Linked DNA regions of Mus musculus: regions 1 and 2 are each linked to region 3. A link is a contact called in public promoter capture Hi-C data. All regions are on one chromosome and are shown on one strand. The core of a region is the stretch at or near the end of the contact, and the rest is flanking DNA. Distances in the headings are between cores, read along the strand shown.

Evidence for each region. Promoter capture Hi-C pulls out the DNA fragments that hold promoters and counts their contacts.
Region 1: a contact with region 3 is called in a promoter capture Hi-C map of embryonic stem cells, with 4 times the contacts expected there. The contact joins the enhancer-like site here to the promoter of Sowahd in region 3. A contact is called at or near these places in 15 of 39 promoter capture datasets (the 3T3-L1 cell line, 3T3-L1-derived adipocytes, the C10 cell line and 11 more) and 5 of 484 Hi-C or Micro-C datasets (the G1E-ER4 cell line, cerebellum, cerebral cortex and 2 more).
Region 2: a contact with region 3 is called in a promoter capture Hi-C map of liver, with 3 times the contacts expected there. The contact joins the promoter of Slc25a43 here to the promoter of Sowahd in region 3. A contact is called at or near these places in 5 of 39 promoter capture datasets (embryonic stem cells, hippocampal neurons, liver and 1 more), 2 of 484 Hi-C or Micro-C datasets (cerebellum and palatal mesenchyme) and 1 of 9 other capture datasets (embryonic stem cells).

What each region holds. Positions count from the first base shown.
Region 1 is chrX:36,759,592-36,763,850 of GRCm38.p6, forward strand. All of the region lies in intron 3 of Slc25a43 (solute carrier family 25, member 43), which reads left to right. Among named protein-coding and RNA genes, the nearest start is that of Gm23613, 15 kb to the right of the region's middle. Within about 2 kb of position 2,955, at least 39 of the 459 cell types and tissues checked have an H3K27ac peak or open chromatin away from gene starts, as enhancers often do. A contact at or near this core is called in embryonic stem cells and liver, where this site is marked.
Region 2 is chrX:36,741,939-36,746,528 of GRCm38.p6, forward strand. Slc25a43 (solute carrier family 25, member 43) reads left to right here and starts at 1,694. Exons shown (of 5, transcript NM_001085497.2): 1 at 1,694-2,080. The coding sequence starts at 1,806.
Region 3 is chrX:37,046,700-37,051,190 of GRCm38.p6, forward strand. Sowahd (sosondowah ankyrin repeat domain family member D) reads left to right here and starts at 2,146. Exons shown (of 1, transcript NM_173779.4): 1 at 2,146-3,719. The coding sequence starts at 2,225. The coding sequence ends at 3,208.

The DNA.
Region 1 (4,259 bases), core at 1,705-4,204, 290 kb before region 3:
CTGCCACTGCATATTTTTCTGTGTGCCAAGATCTCCTTAAACTACCAGGACTGGCCTTGATCTCCCCACATAATCCAGGAAAGGCTTCAAACTGAAGAGCTTCCCGCCTCAGTCTCCAGGGAGCTGGGATTTTCAGCATGAGCTACCGTGCCCAGCTCACGTCCTCTCTGTTGCTCATGTGGTTTTTGTTTGTTTTGACATTTATTTATGTATTTATGTATTTATTTATAGATTGTATTTGTATCAGTGCTCTGTCTGCATATACCCCTGTATGACAGAAGAGGGCATCAGACTCTATTATAGATAGTTTTGAGTCATCTCTCCACCTCCTTGTTTCTTTGTTTTAAAGACACGGTTTCTCTGTGTAGCCCCTGGCTGTCCTAGAACTCACTCTGTAGACCAGGCTGGTCTCAAACTCAGAGATCTTCCTGCTTCTGTCTGCCAAGGGTTGGGATTAAAGGCATACGCCACCATGCTGACTCAATGAAATTTACACGAGGCAGAGGTGGGTGGATTTCCATGATTTTGAGAATAGCCTGGTCTACAGAGTGAGTTCTAGGACAACCAGGGGCTATACAGAGAAACCCTGTCTCAAAAAAAAAAAAACAGAGAGAGAGAGAGAGAGAGAATACCTTCTCTCTCTCTCTCTCTCTCTCTCTCTTGCTCCCAGGGACATCCCCAGCATTTTCTTGCCTCTTTTGAGTCTGTCCTAGCTTAGGTAAAGTTTGGTGAGCTCTGGATCTACCTAAAATCGAACCTTGAGGCCTGGGGGTGGGGCTAGTCATCAGAGAGGGTTTCAGGCTGTTCTGTGATATCTAGATGTGAAGCTGAGAGATTTTGGTCTTCTCCATAAATCTTCAGCTTTACTTTCTTTTTCTGGTTGCTAAAACAATGGCTTTCTCTAGGAGACTCTAGCCAACACTACATTCTGCACTAGAATATCACCTTACCATAGCAATCTGCCACCAACCAGGGTAAGAAACACTGAGAGTGAGAATTTGAGTGCAGTCCTACTCATTTTCCCTTTGTGTGGGAACCTTCTAGCTAATGTATATATACTGTGTCAAGAAGCTGCAGTCAAGGCTGCGTATGGTGTCACTTGCCTGTGATCTCAGTGACAGAGGCAAGAAGGTCACAACTTCAAGGTCACCATCATCTACATAGCCAGTTTGAGATTAGCCTCAAGAAAACAAAAACAGAGAAAACAGCTTTCAAATAAATGCAAAGTCATAGTGGTTGTTTTTAAAAACACAAAATAAATGTACTGTAAAATAGGATTAGCATCTAATTATGACTAACATCATAAATGTCATCTGAAGATATAGTAAGCCAACTAATATGACGCAGCCAAAATTTTATTCTTCATGGGTTAGTAAATATAACAATTTGTCCATAATACATATTTTTAAAATTAACACCCAGGACAGAACCACAGGCCTTCAAATGCAAACATGGCATTACCTTCTCTGTCCACTAGGTGTCACTGCAGTAAACACATAGTCTCTGGCCATGGAAAGCTATGAACCAGCAACTTAGTGAGTTACTAACCTCACAGGCCCAGCTCAGAATCGCTTTCAGTTAGGAAGATAAGGGGGCAGAAGCAACAGGAAACGCCTAAAGTTTTTTTTTTTCCTGTAAAGCACATAATGCAATATTCATCAAGAAGAGAAAGCCATAAGAACCACACACTTCCACTGGATCAGGCAGGTTTCCGCACTTCATTTGTCACAAGGGCACCAAGCTGCTGTGACCTGAACACAGTTAATGGTAACATTTGCATTCCATTGGTTTTCTCCATGGCACTGCCCACCATGAAGCAAATCAACAGCAGGTGTCTGGTGGATAGCCAACTGAACAGGGAGTTTTTCCCAGCACCCACAGTGGCTGACGCCTTTGTCTGAGTGCCTGTCTTCATGGGCTTTTATCCAGACATTCGGACATACAATCTGTCTGTCTAATACCACGGCAGGTTGGAACTCTTCTGAACATTAATGACAATAATCAGAAGTCTTGTTTAGCCACCTGAGCCCTTCCTTCACCAGGCTTACATGCATTTTATCCTGCTTTTCTTTTGCTTGCTTGGCCCTGCTAGAGGATGGAGAGGTAAATAATTTATGCATGCGCATGTTTTGAGAGAATGTTTCTCGGGGAGAAGGGTCAGTTGTATGTGGAATGAAATGCCTCTACCTTGTGTGCTTTCACGGACCCTAATGCCACCCTGCCTGAAATCTCCTTTTCCACGTGTCTGTACATTTTAACTCCAGCTCCTCTGGATACAGCCTGGCCCTTCTATCTGCATCTCCACCTGGCTAAGACCCTGGGCCAGAAGATGCTGGCAGCACTAAGTGTATTAAAGAAACAATAGGCTGGGCATAGTGGCATAACCTTTAGGGAGGCAGAGGCAGGTGGATTTTTGTGAGTTTGAAGGTAACCTTGTCTACATAGCAAGTTCAAAGCCAGTCAGACCTACACAGTGAGCTACTGTCTCAAAGGGGTGGGGAGGGTGAAGAAAAGGAAAGGATTTAATACAAGAAAGTATAAGATGGAAGAAATGTTGACAACAAATATTTTATGTGATTAATCTATAAGCCCTATTAAGAACCAAAGAATTATGGGGGGGGGGGGAACTATAATAGTTCCATAGGCAGGTGTATGTGAAAGAGAAGGAGAGGCAGGCTGGGAACACTTTGCTGGGAGTCTGGGGAACAGCTTCGAACATGGGACCTGGAGTCTGGTAGGCCTTATGAAAGAATCAGGAAGGAGGTCCACGAACCCTCCCTCCACTCTGTTGCTCCTATTAGTTATCTCCATTTCACCAAATACAAACCCATGTGCCGTCCTGTTGATTTATACCCCAGTGGACTTTGCCCCCACCACAACTCACAGGGTAAGCAGGATTAGGCCAAGTCAGCATTTGAACTGAAAGTGCATAAAATGAAGGACAAAGGTGGTATCCAAGTGGCACAGCTCAGTGAGCAGAACACACATGGTCAGTGAATAAACAGAGGCCCCAGCCTGCTCAAATAGCCTCCACTCGGACCGCAATGGATACCACCTTGAGCAAGCTTTGCAGATACACAGTCACTTCATTAACCCACTCGGGGCTTCTAATGCTCCATCCTATGTCTTCACCCCCGCCTCCCTCCTCAGTCCTGAGCTCATGGTTCTCACAGCCTGCTGATTTGGACCGCTGAGTAGCACATCTTCACGATCACTTCCAACCCACTGTCTATCAAAGTTACCCATGTTCCCCTAAAACTGTCTTTCTAGACTTTTCCCTTTCTGGGCCATCAGTGTCCTAGATAGCCAAGCTAAGCATCCAGAAGTTAGGCTTGCCTCTGCCGTCCCTTCATCCAACCAACCCAAAGTTCATTTGCTTCTGCATTCATAAGTCTCCTACATGGGTCCTTTTTTTTTTTTTTATTGCCCTGACTCCCAGTCAAAGTCCTTATCAGCTCATAGTGCAGCACATACTGTTCTCTATGAGTGATTCTAAACGTGACTATTAGTACTGAGTGGGAAGATATAGTAGGCACCGGGCCAAGTGGATGTTCATTATGTCATCCAATCCTTACAACAATTCACAAAGTAAGCACTGTTGTTACTATATCTGCGTGTGAGTGCCTGTGTGTGTGTGTGTGTGTGTGTGTGTGTGTGTGTGTGTGTGTGTCACAGTGCACATACAGAAAGAAGTCAGACAACTTACGGGAGTCAGAGATCTCTGTCCGCCACGCAGGGCAGGTTCTGGAGCTTAAACTCAGATCGTCAAGTCTTGGCAGCAAGCACTTTTACCTGTTGAGCCATCTTGCCTATTGAGATGAGAAAACTGAGGCACTGTAGATTACAAGCCCATCTTTGAGCAACGGAACTGGGACAAAGGCCATGCATGCAGGTTTGCCTCCCGGATCAGAGCTCACTTCAGTCCATGGGTTTCTTGCAGAACAAATGTTCTTTTGCCCTGTCACTGTGGCTCCTCTATCACCTTTAGAGAATAAAGGCCGGCCCATTAGCTTGGCATGTTTCCCTCACCGACTTCACTGTGCGTGCTGTATAGAAGCCCTTTGTATAGGGAGTTGCAGAATCAAATGTCTGTAAGAATTCAGAAACAGCATGGACAGGAGAGCTAGGGAGACCCAGATAACGGGCACTCAGCCCCAAACAATAAGCCTTTAAATGCATTCTAAGCCATCGTGCCTTTTGAAAGCATTCTGGAGAACTAAACTCTCTGCTCACAGAATGTGATTAGCATTTAAATATGC
Region 2 (4,590 bases), core at 444-2,943, 310 kb before region 3:
AAGACTTGTCTCTCTGGCTTCTAATAGCTTGGACTCAGTGTTAAATTTACATATGCATTATTTCCAGCCTGTTGCTTCACCTTTTATAAATCATAACACTAACATGGGCAAAGCAGAGAGGATTCAGAATTTTTGTCTGCTCAGTTCTGGCCAAAATAAAATAAACCCTTCACTTATTTTGGTGCATATGTGTGCAAAGAGGGGAAGGGTGGAGACCGAGCTTGTACATGCCTGTACATACAGAGGCCAGAGGTTAAGATCAAGTGTCTACCTTGATCATTATCTCCACTCTTTTTCAATGGATTGGTTTTACTTATTTATTCTAAATTTAAAATTAGCATGCACAGTAGTTGGTTTCATTCTGTCATTTTCTCTTTCCAGTCTTCTCCCCCATCCCTCTGACACTGCCAGCTTAATTTCTGAGGCAAGTTCTCTTACCAAACCTGGAGTTCACTATTTCAGAAAGACATGGACCACTGTGCCCAACTATTACATGGATGCTAGAGGTCCTCTTGCTTGCCTATCAAGCACATTACCTACTGAGCCATCTCCCCCATTTTTTCAGTAGTGAGATGAGCCACCAAGAACCTGAAATTGCTGGGACATGTGTTCTGATATCATATTGTATCCCATGAAAATGTACAATTAGTGTGTGCCAGATTGGATGGATGTGCTTAGCTTGAAAAGGTTCCATTAGCAACATGAGAATCAATATAGAAAATAAGATGCAAATTTGGGATGTCTTATGCTAACAGTGCGTTTGCTAGCTGTCTCTTTCCTTGTAATTATCATTGTTGAGCCCTTTAAAAAAAACAGAAATAAAATTGGAAAGTTGTTAATATTTTTAAATCCTTCTTAGATTCTGGCAAAGCCACAGTTATCACCTTTTTACCTATATTGTCCTAACCCTTACCTAACAGAATCACTGAATGTATGTACTACTGCCACTATGCAATCCTTGGGTGTGGCCCTTATTAGGTCTAACATTGACCTACATAGGAACCCCGATTCTGCGAGGTAGTGAACACTCAGGCTTGAGCAAGTGTCTCCGTGTCTTAGTTTCCTCTTCTCTACGGCAGCAGCTAGTCATACCCTCATAAGCACCACATACAGACTGGTTACTTCTTCCAGCCACTATTCATTTCATCTTTATAAATTAAATTTTCATTTATTAAATTTTCATTTAATCCTCGAAAGTACCATCTTCATAGTACAGGTGAAGCAACTGGGACACAAAGTGAGCAATCGACTTCCCTACCCTCCTATGACATGTCATCTGCAGAGCTAAGGATTCTAAGGCAGGTAAGGTTCCAAAGCCTTAAGCACACCTATAGTCTCTGAAAAGGAGGCTCTAACAAGTTGTCTACTAGGTAGCAGCAGGTTGTTATTCAAGGTCTGTCTTTTCTGCACTCTGGATTTAAAATAAAAGAAGCCTATGGAAGAGAAGATAGACAGGCGAAGGGGGATGACATAGAATGTGAAAAGGGACCCAGAAGAAGCAAAGTACCTAAGGGAATACCTAAGAAAAACGTGATGCTGGCTAGGCCCAGAAAGAACAGGAAATGGAAGCCTCGGTCTTGCCTATTGCATTGCAAACACACACTAACTGAGCATGCCTCAGATACCTGAGAGAGTCGCCTTTGATCCCACCCTATCCCTGAGGCGCTGCTCGGGTGTGAGCCTGACTTCCCCAGTTCATCTCCCAAGTCCGCCCCACGCCGGGCGGGGCCTGGCCGGACTGCTCTAACTGCCCCCGCGAGCCCAGGGCACCAGCCACGAGGTGGCCGGCACGGGCCTGGGTCAGGATGGCTACGTGGAGACGGGATGGCCGGTTAACCGGCAGCCAGCGGCTCCTGTGTGCGGGGCTGGCCGGGGCGTTCAGCCTCAGCCTCACCGCGCCCCTGGAGCTTGCCACTGTGCTGGCCCAAGTCGGCAAGGTGCAAAGCCACTCCCTGGGGCTGTGGGCCACCGGACGCCGGGTGTGGCTGTCCGAGGGGCCAAGGGCCCTGTGGAAAGGGAATGGCGTGGCCTGCCTGCGCCTCTTCCCCTGCAGCATGGTACAGCTGGCCGCCTACCGAAAGTAAGAGCCCGGTGGGAGGGGTCGGGAGATCGGACTGGAATGGCAAAGCTGCCACCCTGATGAATCCTAAGAAGTCTCAGTTTCCCTTCCTCTGTAAAACCGGATGGGAGTCGGGTGGGGGTGGAGGCTGGCCTTGGGAGGGGGCTACAAGGCCATATGTGTGGCCCCTAGGGTACAGTAGCAGTTTTTCACATGCTCTTGAGATTCTTGCCCTGTGAACTGCAGTTTTGTGACCTCTTGAGTCTTTCTGGGAGGAGGCAGAATTAGCAAATGATATCTGGGGGTAAAGAAACAAAAAGGCTTCCCATGGCGATAAGGTCTATCCATTCCCAACGTCTAGTAACTTGAAAATGTTTGCTTTTCTGGCTTAGGAGAGAACGCTCTCTTTTTTTTGTTTGTTTTTTTTGTTTGTTTGTTTGTTTGTTTCTTGAGACAGGGTTTCTCTGTATAGCTCTGGCTATCCTGAAACTCACTCTGTAGACCAGGCTGGCCTCGAACTCAGAAATCCGCCTGCCTCTGCCTCCGGAGTGCTGGGATTAAAGGCGTGCGCCACCACGCCCGGCAGGAGAGAACACTCTTGATGGTGTGTAAAAAGTGAGACCAGTGTCCTAAGGAGTAAGTGGGTAGTACAGGAAGAAGGACCAGTCTCTTGCCTCAAAAAGAGTTCTGTCCACCATCCCCATCTCCAATCTCAGCCTAACTTGGCTTTAGGATCCAACAGGGTCTGCAGCATCCTTTCTCCAGCAGGGACTTGTCTCCTCAGCCTAATGTTTCCCCCACTCCCAGCTGCCATCCTGCGGCGGCGGTTTCTCACCTTCTCCCACATCAACCACTGCTGCGAGAATAAGAGCTAAAGATGCAAGGGAGTGACCTTAAAAAGAGCTCAAGGATGTTTGCATGGGAGCTAGAAAGGAAGCCTAAAAAAGGAAGTCAGTGATGACGGCTCTGAGGGGAGGGTCTGTTTCCCTATTGGGGACGATGGTCTGTAAGTTCCTCATTCGCTAGGCACAGGGCCAGCTCTAAAGACTGGCCTTAGCTCTGAATTAGACATGCAGCCTACAGGCAGGAGGTGGTCAAGACACTTTTTGTTTTGTTTTTACTTTGTTCCCAGGGCTGGAAGTAAAACCCCAGGCCTTGGAGCAGCTAGTGATGTGCTTTATTTCTTTTTTTTTTTTGGGGGGGGGGGGCGGGTTGAGACAGGGTTTCTCTGTGTAGCCCTGGCTGTCCTGGAACTCACTCTGTAGACCAGGCTGGCCTCGAACTCAGAAATCCTCCTGCCTGCCTCTGCCTCCCCAGTGCTGGGATTAAAGGCATGCGCCACCACGCCCAGCATAGTGTGCTTTATTTCCCACCATATATTCCCATCCCAGTAAACACAGTCCAGCCTTGGGAGAGTCAAGCGCTTAGTTGAAAGACCAGGGCTGGGAGGCTTGCCCGGCAATTGATGCTCTGAATGGAACCATCCTTACCTGTATAGTGTTCCCCAGTCAGCATTGTGTGTGGCTTCTGCTGTTTTCCCCCAGCAACATCTGGCCTGCAGTCTTGACTTTTTTTTTTTTTTTTTTTTTTTTTTTTTTTTTTGATTGGTTGGGTTTTCGAGACAGGGTTTCTCTGTATAGTCCTGGCTGTCCTGGAACTCACTCTGTAGATCAGGCTGGCCTCGAACTCTGAAACCCACCTGCCTCTGCCTCCCGACTGCTGGGATTAAAGGTGTGTGCCACCATGCCCAGCCAGTCTTGACTTTTAATGATTCAATTTTCCCTATTTCCCTCTCTTCTCCACAAAGTGGTAGGGAAATCTTCCCTTGGATAAAAGAGAATGTGTATGAAGGAGCAGGGGGAGGGAACAGATTTGCAAAGTCTGATTCTAATGGCATGGCTTTTCTTTTAACCATCTTTTTTAAAAAGAGAGAGAGAGATTTATTTATTATTTTATGTGAGTTCACTGTTGCTGCTTCAGACACACCTAAAGAGGGCATCAGATCCCATTACAGATGGTTGTGAGCCACCATGTGGTTGCTTGGAATTGAACTCAGGTCCTCTGGAAGAGCAGTCAGTGCTCTTAACCACTGAGCCATCTATCCAGCCCCCCTTTTAACCATCTTATATATTTACATCATTTGGCTTTCACAACTTCTGGGTCCTGCCTAGAACAATCATAGGACACAGGACAGGAAGCACTATGTCCGTATCTACTGATAGAGAACTGAGCTCACACTGGGACGCCTCAAATCAGTGACAGTATTACCACTTGGCCTTCTGATTCCAAACCTTGTACAGTTTGTAACACATCATGCCATCTTCCCTTCTGCATTCACTTGACATTAGTTAGGACACAGAAGTAACCACCATGGACATGAAGTTGGAGAAAATGCAAGAACGAAAGAAGTCGTGGTAGTGCACACCTTTAGCACGTGGGAGGCAGAGGCAGGCGGATTTCTGAGTTCCAGGACAGCCAGGGCTACACAGAGAAACCCTGTCTCAAAAAAAAAAAAAAAGAAAGAAAGAAAG
Region 3 (4,491 bases), core at 896-3,395:
TGAAGAACTTTACCAGACACAGTGTGAAGGAAAGGGGAGGCTGGGGCAGGGGGATTGCTGGGAGTGCCAGACCTGTCAGTCAGCACTATACAGTGAGTTACAGGGTAGCTGGAACTAGGTGAAACAATCCTATCTCAAAACCAAAACACAGCCAGGCATGGTGACAGAGGCATGTAATTCCACCACTTGGAAGGTGGAGGCAGGAGGATCAGGAGATCAAAGCCAAGCTGGGTTATATAAAAAGCACCGAAAATCAACTAATTAACTTAAAAGAGAGAAAAGAGGGTGGCCTAGGCAGAGAAGGACAAGTGAGAGATAAGAGCAAGCTTCACCTAGGTCTGGCTCAGCCATTTGGCTGCAATTTGGTGCTTGTGTGAGTGCTTTGCAGCAGATAAACCTGGCTTGAATGGCAGTCTCTTTGTGCCAGAACAAAGGCTACCGTGTCACACACACTTACTCTGCTACTTCCTGCTGGGTGACCTTGGGCAAGTGGTCTAAGTTCTCTGCAAACTGAAAGTAGAAATCATTATTCGCCCCTAAGACCATGGGGGGAAGAACTAAGAAGTAACACATATCAGGCATCTGGCAATGTCTAGCACAGAGTAAATATTTTTAAATTAGGTTAAAATTCATATACTGTCACAAAAGAACACTCAAGATATTTAGAGCTGGCCCTAAATATTTGAACAGCAAGGAGGAAAAGTCACCGTCTGACACAGTCCATGGCTGGTGCCACAGTAAGTCCCAGATGAGAGGGCTGGCTTGGCCTCAGTCGCCACCCATCCTGATCTGGACTGCTTCAATACTCTGGCTTCCGCCTCTACTTCTCTCAACATCATATTCTAAACACATCCTGAATCATGACTGTGTCCCTCCCAGGTTCAAAAGGTGTAGCTCCCTCTAGCTTGCAGGCAGAGTGAGTGCCTTAACACTGTGAGGAGAGGGGGTAAGAACGACTGTCTCAAGGGATGGGCACCTCTGCATTCCCAACACATGAGAGGAAGACAGAGAAAGATCAGAAATCCAACATTATTGGCTACATATTGAGTTCCAGGCCAGCCTTGGCCGCATAAGACCCCGCTTCCAAAATATAAGAACTGTTGTCTCTTGGGATCGGAGGCAGGGGGATTCACCTGTAGTTCCCGGCCAGCCTGTCTCAAAGATATAAACAAAAATTAAGCAAACAGTAAAATCATCCGTTGATAAACGGAAAGACTAAGAATAGTCTAATGCTGGAATAAAAAGATAAACTATGGACCTTTTTCTAAAAACTAGAAGCTATGCGTTTACTAACATCAGCAAGTTTCTTAAGGAAATATCAGAGATGAATGAAGCTGTGTGTCTGCGGCGCTGGGTCCGACTCACCTGCAGATGCTTTTTCAAACCCACCCAGAGAAGTAATGAAGGAAGAAGGCAGAATCAGGCAGAGATCTGCGGTTGTGCTCTGGGGAATACCTCTCTGACCATATCCCTGGTTTCAAGTTTCTCAGCAGGAATCCCCGACAGCGCTCCTGCGTCTGCTGCTGCTGCTGCTGCTGTGCAGAAGGTCAAGGTTACAGAAAGAGCAGGATAGACGAGCCTGAGTCAGAGGGGCTAGGCTGCCTCCCTGAAGCCTTAGGGAGAAGGAGCATAGGGACAAAGTGCAAAAAGATTCCTGATGCGAAAAGGGTGAAAGAAGAGAGGGTGGGGGAGCGATCGCCCCTGATGCTCCAAGATCGCGCTCCTGAAGACTGTCACGGGAAGCCCAGATCAATCCACAGACGAAGAGGCGACCTGGGACCTCTTCACCCCAGCAGCTGCAGGGATGCTGAGAACCGGAGTGACCAGAGCAGCACGTACCCCGCCCCACACTCTCCCTAGTTCGCCAGTCAGGTGCGGGAAGCCGGGCTACTGCTCACCTGGCCTCTTGGAGTAGAGCGGGTCGCGTCCTGAGGTCGCCGCGCTCCTGGTGAACTGGTCCCCAGAATGTAGACGCCTGGCCGGTGCAGGGGACGCAACTGGACGGCCCAGCCCTCCACGCCCCCCACCGCCCACAAAGGCAACCTCTCCTGGCTTGTTCCCTCCCACCGGTCCTTCTCCTCCCCTTCTTCGCTCCCTCCCTCGGAGTCCAGTTGCTCAAGACGCTTCCTTCCCCACCGCCAGCTCCAGTTCCTCTCCCTGTGGGGCCCTTGGAAGGCCAACGAACGCTAGACCCCGGAGCCACCCAGGCGGGACCTGGAAGATCATGGCCCAGGCCCTAGAAGACGGGAACCCGCTGCCCAAAGCCTCGAACAGGCCGGCCGAGTCGGAGGCGCCCAGCGACCCGCAGATCAAGGACAACCATTGCCTTGGCAGGTACAAAGTACAAGCCGTCAGGGACAGTGCCAACCTGTCCCAGGAGCGAATCTTCCACAGCGCCCTGACCGTGAGCGGGGCAAGCTGGGCGCGCCGGCGTGGGGAGTTGCGGGAGCTGCTGGGGCTGCAGGGGGCGGCTCCCGCCGGGTGGCTGTCGGAGGAGCACTTGGAGCCCGCTGTGCCTGGGTCCCGCCGCTCCAGCGGACAGGGCAGCAGCCGAGTGTGCCTTGAGCCGCGGGAGCACGCGTGGATTCTGGCGGCTGCCGAGTGCCGTTTTGAAGTGCTGCTGGAGATGCTGGAGGCTGAGCCCAGCTTGCTGATGCGGGAGGACCCTATCACAGGCTACAGCGTCCTGCACTGGCTGGCCAAGCACGGGCGCCACGAGGAACTCATTCTATTGCACGATTTTGCCAGGCGCCGGGGACTGCCGTTTGATGTGAGCGCCCCTGGCAGCGGTGGCCTCACGCCACTCCACCTGGCGGCTCTGCAAGGCCATGATATGGTCATCAAGGTGCTGGTGGGAGCCCTGGGTGCTGACCCCTCGCGTCGAGATCACAGTGGCAATCGACCTTGTCACTATCTGCGGCCCGATGCATCTCTGAACCTCCGGGAGCTGTCCGGGGCAGAAGAGTGGGAGATTGAACGCGACAGGAAGCGCGAAAACGCTAACAACAACAGCAGCCGCACTACCACCACTACTACCACCACCTCTCGGTGGCTGAAACGCACCCCAAGTGCATCGTGCATCAAGTCCACGGGAGTACACTACAAAGAGGCGTCTCAGCCCGTCAAAGAGAAGAAGGCATCAAGCACCCAGGAAGGACAAGGCCGTTGCCTTCGGCGCTATCTGTTCCCCTTCACCCAGAATCGTTGAAGATGACATGGACTAGAGAACTCATTCTTAGGTTGTTCCTGACCCCACCCAAGCAGATGCTCCTCTGATGCAGTGGGTACACTGACCACATCTGGGGCCCTAGTCCTGTCCCAGGTCTCCTGTAGCTAGCTAACTGTCACATCAATAGAGAAAGAGACCAAAGAACCAGGCTGGCCCTGGTACCCAGCTCCAATACTGTGGGACTTGGGACATTTGGAACGGGGCTCGTGATCCTCCTTGGAAGAGAAGGAGGGCTAAATTAAGCTTCTAGTGGACTTTTCCGGGTAGATTGAAAACATTAAAAAAAAATTAAGACTGTAAACTATTGATGCAGAGCAAATGCCTAATACCTGCCGGCCTGGGTCTGCTGCTAAAATATCCCCATGTGCTGGTAGAGTTAGCCTCTGGCAACCTGCTCCTGAGACTGGCCAGGCCTGAGCAGTCTCATAGAGTCTAATATATCATGAATGAGTTCTTAAGTACATTAAAGGGGATTTTCACCCCACATAACAAAGCTGTCTTTGAGTGTCTTTTTTTTTCTCATTAACCATGGGGTAAAGGGGACCTACTTCCATTTGCAGGAAAGAGGGTAGCAATCAATTCCTTGAAGCTAGTGCTCTGTGGCGGGCTCTGGGCTTCATTCTCTGGGAAAATGGTCAGAAGCCCTGCACCAAAGGAATGCCATTCACCCTGGCTCTGAGCAGAGATACACAGTCCCCCCCCCCCCGCCCCCCTGCTCCCTCAGCCCTGGCATCCACATCTGGCTTTAAGTGCATGTCTCATCCTAGAAGAGTTGTCCTGGAGGGAGGCCCAAGGGTAATTAATGAAAAGGGAAAGCCATCAGACTTATATTTTCGATAGTTCATTGTGCATCAGCAATTGAGCTGCCTTGTGGTCTCCAAAGAGACACGCCCACTCAGTAGAGACAGGGCTTTCCTCATTCAAGCGTGCCTGGCTCTCATCCATGGTTCTTTTTGGTTTTTTGAGTTAAGTGTAATATGAAAGTTGTAGTTTTGGAAAATTGCTCCCATTCAGAAACAGTGTGAATGAAGCAGAGCACAGGAGAGTTGATTCAGCTGAAGTGTGTGTGTGTGTGTGTGTGTGTGTGTGTGTGTGTGTGTGTAGAGGGGGGTGGATAGATGGTGACTAGAGAGTTGTGCTGCTTTATGGAACAGTGCTTTGAAAAACTGCTGGATCCCTGGATGCTTTCAGAGCATTTCAATAGACTCCCAGCCCCTCAGCCCAGTCTTTGAACACCAGGGGCAAACTAAGTCATTACAGAA